2 separate regions of the Mus musculus genome follow, and region 2 is linked to region 1. Evidence: chromatin contacts called from public Hi-C data. All regions are on one chromosome and are shown on one strand. Each heading gives the region's core, a stretch centred on a gene start, on an enhancer-like site or on the middle of the called end of the contact. The rest is flanking DNA. Distances are from core to core; before and after follow the strand shown.

Region 1 (4,668 bases), core at 1,222-3,721:
CTTCCTAAATACATAAACACAACTTGCTCAATCCATACACTGTCACTCCTAAACAACTGGTGTGCTTGTCCTTGAAGAAGACCATTTGTCTCACTCCGTATGGCTATTATTTTATTTATTTATTTATTTATTTATTTATTTATTTATTTATTTAATTTTTATTTAGTTTTTTCTCAGAAGACAAGAGCAAGATACTCGCCTTAGAGCAGGTGGTTTCTGGTTGTCACGTGACACTACTGGAATCACAAAGTTTTGATTGTACATGTTACCCTGAATCTCATGACTCAGAGATTCACGGGCTTTGTGTCAATATTACCCTTACAGGAACCAATCTGCTGGTGTTGTTGGTTAAACACGGATGTCACATTATTCTACTTTGCACTCTAGGAAGTACTAAGGCTATTACTTAATCATCACACATGTGCATCTCTGTCTCTGTCTCTCTGTCTCTGTCTCTCTCTATCTCTGTGTGTGTGTAAGAACTTTCCTTCTCGAAGGGTTTAATCAATTCAATATTCTCATGGACTTACATCTCGGATCTCTGGTCCTGCCCCTTTGTAAGCCTGTAAGTCTGTGAGGATGCTCTCAGAATCCTGGAGGACAGCACTGATCTGGTTCCATATCTCTCGCTCTCCTTCTGTAGGCTGTGCATCTAAGTGACAGAGAAACCAAGAGAAACAGAGGCTGCTGTTTACAAACAGCTCTCAAAGGCAGTACACGATCACTGCTATCAGTTCTCCCTGCAGCTTTGGAAGTCACCCTTGTAACATAACAAGCTGTTAGGATTAGAAAATGAATACAACTTCTGCCCAGGACTTAGTTCAGAGCACTCAACCATCCTTTTGTACACATGAAACCTAGTATGACCAGATCATCCTAAGTGTCCATTTATTAATTAACTTGTACAAACTGCATTTCTGTACATGTTATGTGAACATTGGGTAACAGGCGGAGTGAATGTTTGGGGGGGGGCAACTTCTTTTTATTGAACTTTTCATTGTTTACCCTTCCTTAAAACTATCACTCTCATTGTTGTCAAATATACGATATAAAATGTACCACCCTAGCCATTTTTAAGTGTAGAGAGCAGTTGTACTGACAAAGGTGTGAATTGCCCCCACCACACAGCTCCATAGCCCTCCTGACCTTGCAAAGCCAAAACACTGTGTAGTGTATGCTTTTTAACAGGAAAAAGTGCAGGATATTTCCATCATTGAAAACCTGCAGACTTGAGTATAAATTTTTTTAAAAAGGAACCCCTTTTATTCATATTATTTTATTTTATATATTTATCTATTTTTATACTTATACACATTTATATTCTGTATATATATATACATTTTTGTTACATATATTATTTTTATATATTTATCTACATATTTTTATATACAAATCAACCTTAAAGCTTACATAATTTGGAAAGGGTGTGATGACTCAGAAGGTAAAGGCACTTGCTGCCAAGCCTAATGACCTGAATTTAATTGCCAGGAAGCGCAGAGTGGAGGAGGAGAGCCAACGCCTGACCTCCTCTGACCTCCACATGTATGTCATGGCACACCCTCTCCCGAATAGATGAATTTCATCACCATCACCACATCATCATCTTCATCTTGGGTCATTAATCCTTGACGGCATGACAGCAGCATATCATTCCAGAACTCACCAAGACATCCCAATCTATTTATACATCCCATACAAGACCTGGCAAGTGTGTACTCATCGGTTCAAGGGAATACTCTCAGAAAAGAAAATCCATGAGAGTGGGAGAGGATAGTCTGAAAGAAGACAGTGGTCCACAGGAGTACACAGGAGGTGTGCACAGGAGTTCCTCAGCAAAGACACTTAAAGAGTGCTGTCAAAAGGCCTGTTCTGCTTATCTTTGGTCTTGACAGTGTTACCCACAGAAGTGTGTGTGATGTGTTTAGGTTCACATAAGCAAAGGCAGCTCTCTGATAGCCACACAGTGCTGTCTAAGCTCTGCAGCCAGTTCTCACTCTCTGGCATCTCTGGAGCTCTTGCAGGTTCTAACTCCCAGAAGCATTTCAAGGAGGCTGTGGCAGGAGGCCAACAGTGAAGAAACATGCCTTTCACTGCCCTCAGAATTGCGATCAGGCCAGTTTCTGTAAAATGATGTCACTGCTCAGGGAGAGAGGGAGAGACATCAGGTCATGGAACTGTTTCCTGGTATTTAAATCCTGAGACACAGGATGTTGTCAGCAGATTTCACTGACAGAGTGACAAGGACAAAGTTGTATGAAGCCTGACACTCCTCTGACCGAACCTCCATTTTATTTAATCTTTCTACAATACAAAGGCAGATACTCCAAACATGTGAGATGTCGTAGTCACTAGCGGGACCCTGGGGTGGCAGGAATAGCTTTATAAGGCGGCTGATGGTAAAGCGAGCCCTGGCTGAGTGTGTGAGCAGACTGAGCGCAAGGGGGGAGTAGATGCCAGATAAGCCCAGGAAAGCTGCAGTCAAGCCCATGAGGGATGACACCCGCAGCGACTTGAGTCTCGGCCTAGTCTATTCAACTACCAAAGACAGAGTAACTGGTGGTTTCCATGGAAATCAACAAAAAGAAAAGAAAACCCATATACTAAGAGGGGGCTACTTGGAAAGAACTAAAGGGGTTAATGGCAGTGGGAAAGGAATAAGGAAGGATAATGGGGGTGTTATGACCATAATACACTGTGGGTATTATGTGCATGTGTGAAGCTGACATATGAAAAAGAGCAGTAACACCTGAAAATAACACAGAAAATTATAAACTCTCACAGGATTTCTGGACACTGGGAAAAATGTTTTCTCGAAACGAAACAACGTCACTTATGAGGAGGTACGAGGTTCAGGCAAGTTAGGAAATGATGAATGCAGTTGGGAAGGAACTGGAGAAGGCAGGTGTCTAGAATGGTGGCACAGGTGAGAGATAGAGGAGGTACATCTACAGGGAGAGAACAGGGCAGCCAAGGTCCTGGAGGTAGGAAGAAACACAGATGGGCCAGAAGGAGAAGAGGTGTCCGGCGTGATCAGAAGCTGACTCAGGATACCACGGGGAAACACCCAATTTCTCCTGTCTCGCCCAGTATATCTCACAAACACTGGGTAAATATCAGGACTGATGTTTCCGAAAATTTGAATCACTTCATATGTCCCTTATTGCTTCCCCAAGGTGTTCTCAAAGCAATAGGGATTTCAGAAAGAGGGAGCCTACACATCTATGAACTAGGAAGCCTGTCACTGCAGAGAGCATGTCGGGGGTAGCTGGAAGTTTCCACATTGCAATAGTGGCAGGGAGGAAAACCCAAGGGAAAAAAAAATCAAACCAAAACAAAACAAAACAAACCAAACCAAAAACCCTACAAACCAAATAAAAATGAGCCACTGAGGGGTGGAGAGATTGCTCAGTGGTTAGAGCACTGGTTGTTCCTCCAGAGGACCTAGGCTTGATTCCCAGCTCTCACACAGTGGCTAATTATTATCTGTAACTCCAGTTCCAACTGATCTGATGCCCTCTTTGGTTTCCTTGGGTGCCAGGCACATACATAGTACAGAAACAAACATACGTGTAGACAAAACACCCATACATATGAAATTTAAACAATGGACAATAGAAAAACAACAAAACAAAGAAAAAAAAACAAGAAAGACTCACTTATCCAAATTCAGGAACGTACTGTGTATATATAAGGTAAAAACAAACAAACAAACAAACAAACAAACAAATAACAAAACCCTCCAAATGACGTATTTAGAGAAACGCAAAATAGAGACTGTGCCCAAGATTCTGAGGTTCAGATAATTCAACAGAATTACACAACTGTTTGTGGAAGAAGGTTGACTTAAAAGGGGAGAGAAGACGCGTGGAATCTCCCGTCACATGGGTCCATCATAACAAGTCACCAGGAAGAGTCTCATATGAAATAGAGTTATAACTAAATGGGCTCTGATAGAGAACAGATAAAACCCAAAAAGCATCCTGTTGTTGATCACCGCAACACAAAAGGAGAAAGCTTTCACACCACTTTGTAGAAAATAGAGGAATTTCTTAAGTGCTTTCAAAATAAACATCCTACAGAGTAGCCTCCAAGTGGTACTGCAGCCTGCGACAGCCAGCTCCTGTCTCCATGTCAGGTGAAGTGACACTTTCTTATATAAACTGACATGAACATTCTTGTGACCACAACGTATTTCCTTGAGTGGCTTGGGGGTGGAGTGGCGTGGGTGACAGCCTTTCTACGCCACAGGAGGGTGACTTGGGGTGTTGGGTGAGGCCCTTCCACCTGACAGAGCCGCTCTCTTGGCAGCGTGAGGATGTGTAAACATGGATCTTCAGTCCCCAGCCTTCTCTGGGAAACAATTCCCTTTGGCAGTTTTCCTGGAGTCCCATTAGGAATGTTTGCATAGTCCTGGTTAGGGGATGGAGTGCAGAAACTCAGTCTCTCATTCTCTTTCACCAGCGCTTGGAGCCGTGTTGGCACATTTGCTACCATAATTTGTTAGTCTCATGGGATACCTGATTTCTTCTACCTTCCCTGTTATGGAATTGAAGTCATCTCTTTCCGCAGCCAATAGTTCGGTTCCTCAGGCCATCATGCCTTCTGGGCTGGAATGAGGAATATTTTCAGGGGATCCAAGTCACCAGCGGGGCCAGCTTCTCCGGTGCA
Region 2 (4,522 bases), core at 834-3,333, 860 kb before region 1:
CTGCAGTGCGTACCTTCTCAGAATGTTGTCTTGAACACTGAATTCAAGACTGAACACTGGATATTTTCCAGGACCAGACCGCCAGTGCCAGATTACTTTCTGAAGGGGTTGTGCTGATTGACAGTCACACTAACAACCCAGGAAGAGCCTTGTGGAATATATTTTATGAATTAAAATAGAACTTGTTGTACTTAAACCTTGCTGTGTGTTTATAGAGTATAGATCAGTGCTAGTGAGAAGCAGATAGGAGGCACTTCCCACTTGACTCTGTACCCTGCTCCTTCCCTGTGACTGCCACCACCCCCACCCTTCCTACCCCCACCCGGCCACTATATTATGGGTTATAAGCTAAATATAAACTAAGATCTAAGCTTGAAGTCGGTCTTTTTTTCTTTTTTCTTTTTTTCCCTTTTCAAGGTAGAACTATGTGGCAATGACTCAGTCTGCCCCAGATTTAAAAAGAAAGAAAAGAATTGGTTCCTGGCCAATTGGAAATGGGTAGAACCATTTCGTCACATTCCTTGCCTTGTTTTGACTTAGAGAAATTATGTGCTTCATTGTCATTTGATAAGATACATTAAATAAATTAAAAAAAAGAGTAAATGCACAAGGAAACCCAGGGTAGATTTCCTTACAGCAATCTTATCGTTTGACTAGATAATGTCATTTTCCAAAGGACTAGTAGCAGTCCCGAAGTGATCTGGTTTCGTGGGAGTGGAGGAGGGACTATTGGAACAAAAATGCAATGGTCCAGGAAGGAAAGGGAGGGATACTAGTTTGCTATTGTGAAGGATGTCTTTCAAGGGAGGAAGAGATGAGGGAACTAAAGGGGGTTCCTGGGGGGTGGGGTGGGGAGGAGGGATGGGATTTATAGGGAGAGAGGGCACTGTAGGGGGTTGGTTCCTTTAAGGGAGGAAAAGATTGAGTATTTTGCTGTCAATTTCTGTTCAGTTGTTTTAGATTCATTTAAAATTCTTTAAAGCCTTAGTTTCTTTGTTTCTGATATTCCACTTCTAGTTAAACTATTGAGAGAAATCTGAAAGATTTTGCAATCTAGGAGGTCTGCAGGACCCAATAAGAGTTACAGACTTCTCTTTAACCTACTCACATCAGAGTCTGTTAGTTCAAGGACAGAACCCAGGACCACTGAGAGAAACACAGAAGTAGCTCTCAGAGCTTTTCTCATGGCAAATTTTTACCCTAAAGATGGCCCAAAGGACATGAGAGCCAGATTCCTTAAATGAAGTGCAGGGTCTGTCTAGACCTTGCCTCCAGGAACTCTGCCGTGACTGCTCTGGATGGAGTAGGCCTTGGGTGTCCCAGGTGATGCTAGCAAGCTGTTTTAAGTGGAGCCTGATCCATCCCTATGCATGCATGCATGCACATGTGCATGAGTGTGCATTCAGGGTTTTGTAGAGAATCTCGGATAGAAACTGATTAGAGGAGGAGAGACTATTACTTGAGTGTTGAAGTAGTGATGGCCATCATGAGTTTGGCTTTTCCTTCCCCACATATTGTGATTCCCTGGCTGCTCGCAGATGTTAGCTGCTTAAAGTCTGACTGGACATAAAGGGAAATTCTGTGTTTAGACAAAGTGGTACTGGACTGGTGGGAACTGATTCTGATCTTTTACTGTGAGGAAATTGTTGTAAAGGGGGCTAGCAAGAAAGCCCTGTAGAAGCCATTTAAAGTTCATGAGATGGCATGCTTAGCCACAGTCAGACTTACAAGCGCTTGCTAAAGAACCCTGAGACATGCTTGAGCGAGGACCGGCTTACAGTCTCAGACTACAGTTTGAGATATTTTGTTTGGCATTAAAAGCCAGGCAATTTGGAGAAATTGGATCATATCCGTATCATTACATACTGTTTACTTAAAATATTGGTATTAGTACTGTAGACTGTAATAACAAATCTTGTAATGTGTGTCCATCCATAAATTGTTACTCGTTTTCCCACTGGCTCACAACCCAGCACCAAGAAAACACTGCAGAATAAAACCTATGTGCTAATGGAGACAACCAGAGTCAGGGTGTGTGGGTTTGTGGCTCACTTCCCAGTTCTGTACACTAGGTGGTGCTAGTGTCGCGCTGTGAATACCCACAAAGGCCTGAACACATGTGTTGGTGTATTTTTACCACTTGGGGTCACTTAAGGATTACCTGACTTGCCTCTTTTCCATCTAAGCAAATTCACAGATTCCAAGGAATTATTTCCCCATTACATTTGTCAGAGTCTGTGGCTTTTTTTTTTACCTAGATCTTGAAGGCCAAGAAGTGTGAATTGGAATTTTTTTTTTCCTTAGCGAATTGGCCCCACATGGCTAGTGCCTGGGTGGTTCCTCCTGTCACAGTATGGTGGACTACCCCCCACCCCACGCCTTCTCTTGGGCCCACCATTGGAGACTTCTCCGTATAAAGATTTTCCATACATGTCAGGATCGTGCTTACGCTAATTGCTGTGCTCATTAACATCTCCAGAACTTGGAGTGCTTTTTCTCAGTCATTTCCTTTGATTTTGCCTGTCTCTGAAAGGCCAGCTCTGAACGAAGTGAGGTGGGTATCACATTAACTAATTGCTGACACCCACCGGCTTTCTTGCCTCCTATGCAGCTGATCCCAGGAATTACACCATTGCCCCTGGAGAGCATGCTAGAAATTTGTGGAATGGCCCTGGTGGACTTGCCTGCCTGTGGGTGGGTATGGGTGAGGACAAGGGCAGGATGTGTGGGCTTGCACAGCTTGGACAATGAGCCTAGTCACTTCATATGGCAGCTCATGGGGACTTATGTGAACACTCAAAACGTGGATGGTCTTTCAGAATCTCCCTTCTCAGCAAGTAACTTCTATTTTTCTTCCTTTCTTCCTTCCTATCTTTTTTTTTAAACTTTCTTTGATGTGTTTGCATATTTTATGTGCCTGGTACCTGTAGAGCTCTTAAGATGATATTGTATCTCCTGGAACTGGCGTTATACATGACTTGAGCCAACATAGGTGCTGGAACCAAACCCAGGTCCTTTGCAAGATCAACAAATGCTCTTAAGTGGGAGCCATCTCTCCAGCTATATACCTTCTGCTATCACTGAATAGCTTCTCTCCAGCTATATACCTTCTGCTATCAGTGAATGGCTTCTCTCCAGCTATATACCTTCTACTATGACTGAATAGCTTCTTAGGTGATGGAAGCAGAACTGAGTCACCAACTCAAGAACATCCTCTGCTGGGGCCATTTAAATCTGTGACAGAATTCATTTGGTTTCTACCACTGAGTGCACAGTTAAAATTACACTCAGTGTTATATAGTTTATCATCTGTGTCAAACCCACCCAAGAAAGTGAGATAGGCCTCTATTAATTAAATCCAAACTAAGACGCTTAAATCTTTTATTTCCCAACCTTCCTCCTTAAATCCTCTCCATTCATACCACCAACCCCTATGTAAAAAACAGTAAGTATCATTTATTGGTCTATACTGTGAACTTGGCATCATTCTAAGTACCCATTCTGGTTCAGTCCTAACAACCCAGAAGCTAGGTTACCTTCATATTTCCCAAGCATCACCAAGAGGGTAGTTACTAGTTTAAAGATGACATGGCTGGAAAGTAATGGTGCTAGGACTGCCTTTATTCTTATGCTGTTGCCTGCTGGGAGATCTTCCCTCCTTGACTGTCAGGATCTTACCCAGTGTCAGGGCCCTGAGTCATCCTACCCAGCCCCTTGAATGAAAAGTCTGCTCTGGAATGCCACCCAGAAGCCAGATATTTTGGATTCTGACTCATGTAAGAGCCAGCGCTATCCTTTTTCAGGTAAGGAGCCTGAGGCGCAAGGGTCTTGGATGTTGAGTTTGTCAAGCCCTGGAAGGTGGGCTTTCCTGCTGTGCCCCTCCAGGAAAACCTCAGCTCATCTCTTTGTCTCCCCTACACATTATAAATTAGCTAGCGGGTCGTGGTTGTGCACGCCTTTAATCCCAGCACACGGGAGGCAGAGGCAGGCAGATTTCTGAGTTCGAGGCTAGCCTGGTCTACAAAGTGAGTTCCAGGACAGTCAGGGCTACACAGAGAAACCCTGTCTTGAAAAACTAACTAACTAACTAACTAACTAACTAACTAACTAACTAACTAACTAAGCAAATTAGCTCTAAACTCTCTAAAACTGTCACATACCTATTCCAGGTGGGTCAAGGTGCTGCTAGAGCAGTGGTTCTCAACTTGTGGGCCACCAACAGTTGTATATCAGATATTTATTTTACCATTTATAACAGTAGTACCATTACAGTTCTGAAGTAGCAATGAAATGATTTTATAGTTGGGGGTCCCCACAACATGCAGAACTGGATTAAAAGGTTGCAGCATTAGGAAAGCTAGGAACCAATGGTCTAGTGAGAGGCTTTTGGGCTACAATGCCTCTTCTCCCTCTACAGTGTGCAGGCATTCTTACATTGTGACCTTTTCCAACTGACGAGACTATCATGCTTAGATGATGGAGGCCTTCAACAGAAAAACACCGAGACTTTTCACTCCGAGCA

What was found. Hi-C and Micro-C count contacts between places; a contact is called where the count stands out from the background.
Region 2: a Hi-C map of cortical neurons shows a contact between it and region 1, with 3 times the contacts expected there. The contact joins two enhancer-like sites. A contact is called at or near these places in 3 of 15 datasets of contacts at CTCF or cohesin (the NIH/3T3 cell line, large pre-B cells and pro-B cells), 4 of 484 Hi-C or Micro-C datasets (the HPC-7 cell line, cortical neurons and peritoneal macrophages), 4 of 115 datasets of contacts at active chromatin or transcription factors (T-cell acute lymphoblastic leukemia, cardiomyocytes, embryonic basal ganglia and 1 more) and 1 of 9 other capture datasets (embryonic stem cells).

Annotation. Positions count from the first base shown.
Region 1 is chr12:12,354,029-12,358,696 of GRCm38.p6, reverse strand. Cyria (CYFIP related Rac1 interactor A) reads right to left here. Exons shown (of 12, transcript NM_001146119.2): 4 at 531-652. It overlaps 4921511I17Rik (RIKEN cDNA 4921511I17 gene), which reads left to right. Exons shown (of 5, transcript NR_045829.1): 4 at 4,570-4,668. Among named protein-coding and RNA genes, the nearest start is that of 4921511I17Rik, 36 kb to the left of the region's middle. Within about 2 kb of position 2,471, at least 37 of the 459 cell types and tissues checked have an H3K27ac peak or open chromatin away from gene starts, as enhancers often do. A contact at or near this core is called in cortical neurons, where this site is marked.
Region 2 is chr12:13,212,647-13,217,168 of GRCm38.p6, reverse strand. No RefSeq gene overlaps it. Among named protein-coding and RNA genes, the nearest start is that of Gm24208, 34 kb to the right of the region's middle. Within about 2 kb of position 2,083, at least 27 of the 459 cell types and tissues checked have an H3K27ac peak or open chromatin away from gene starts, as enhancers often do. A contact at or near this core is called in cortical neurons, where this site is marked.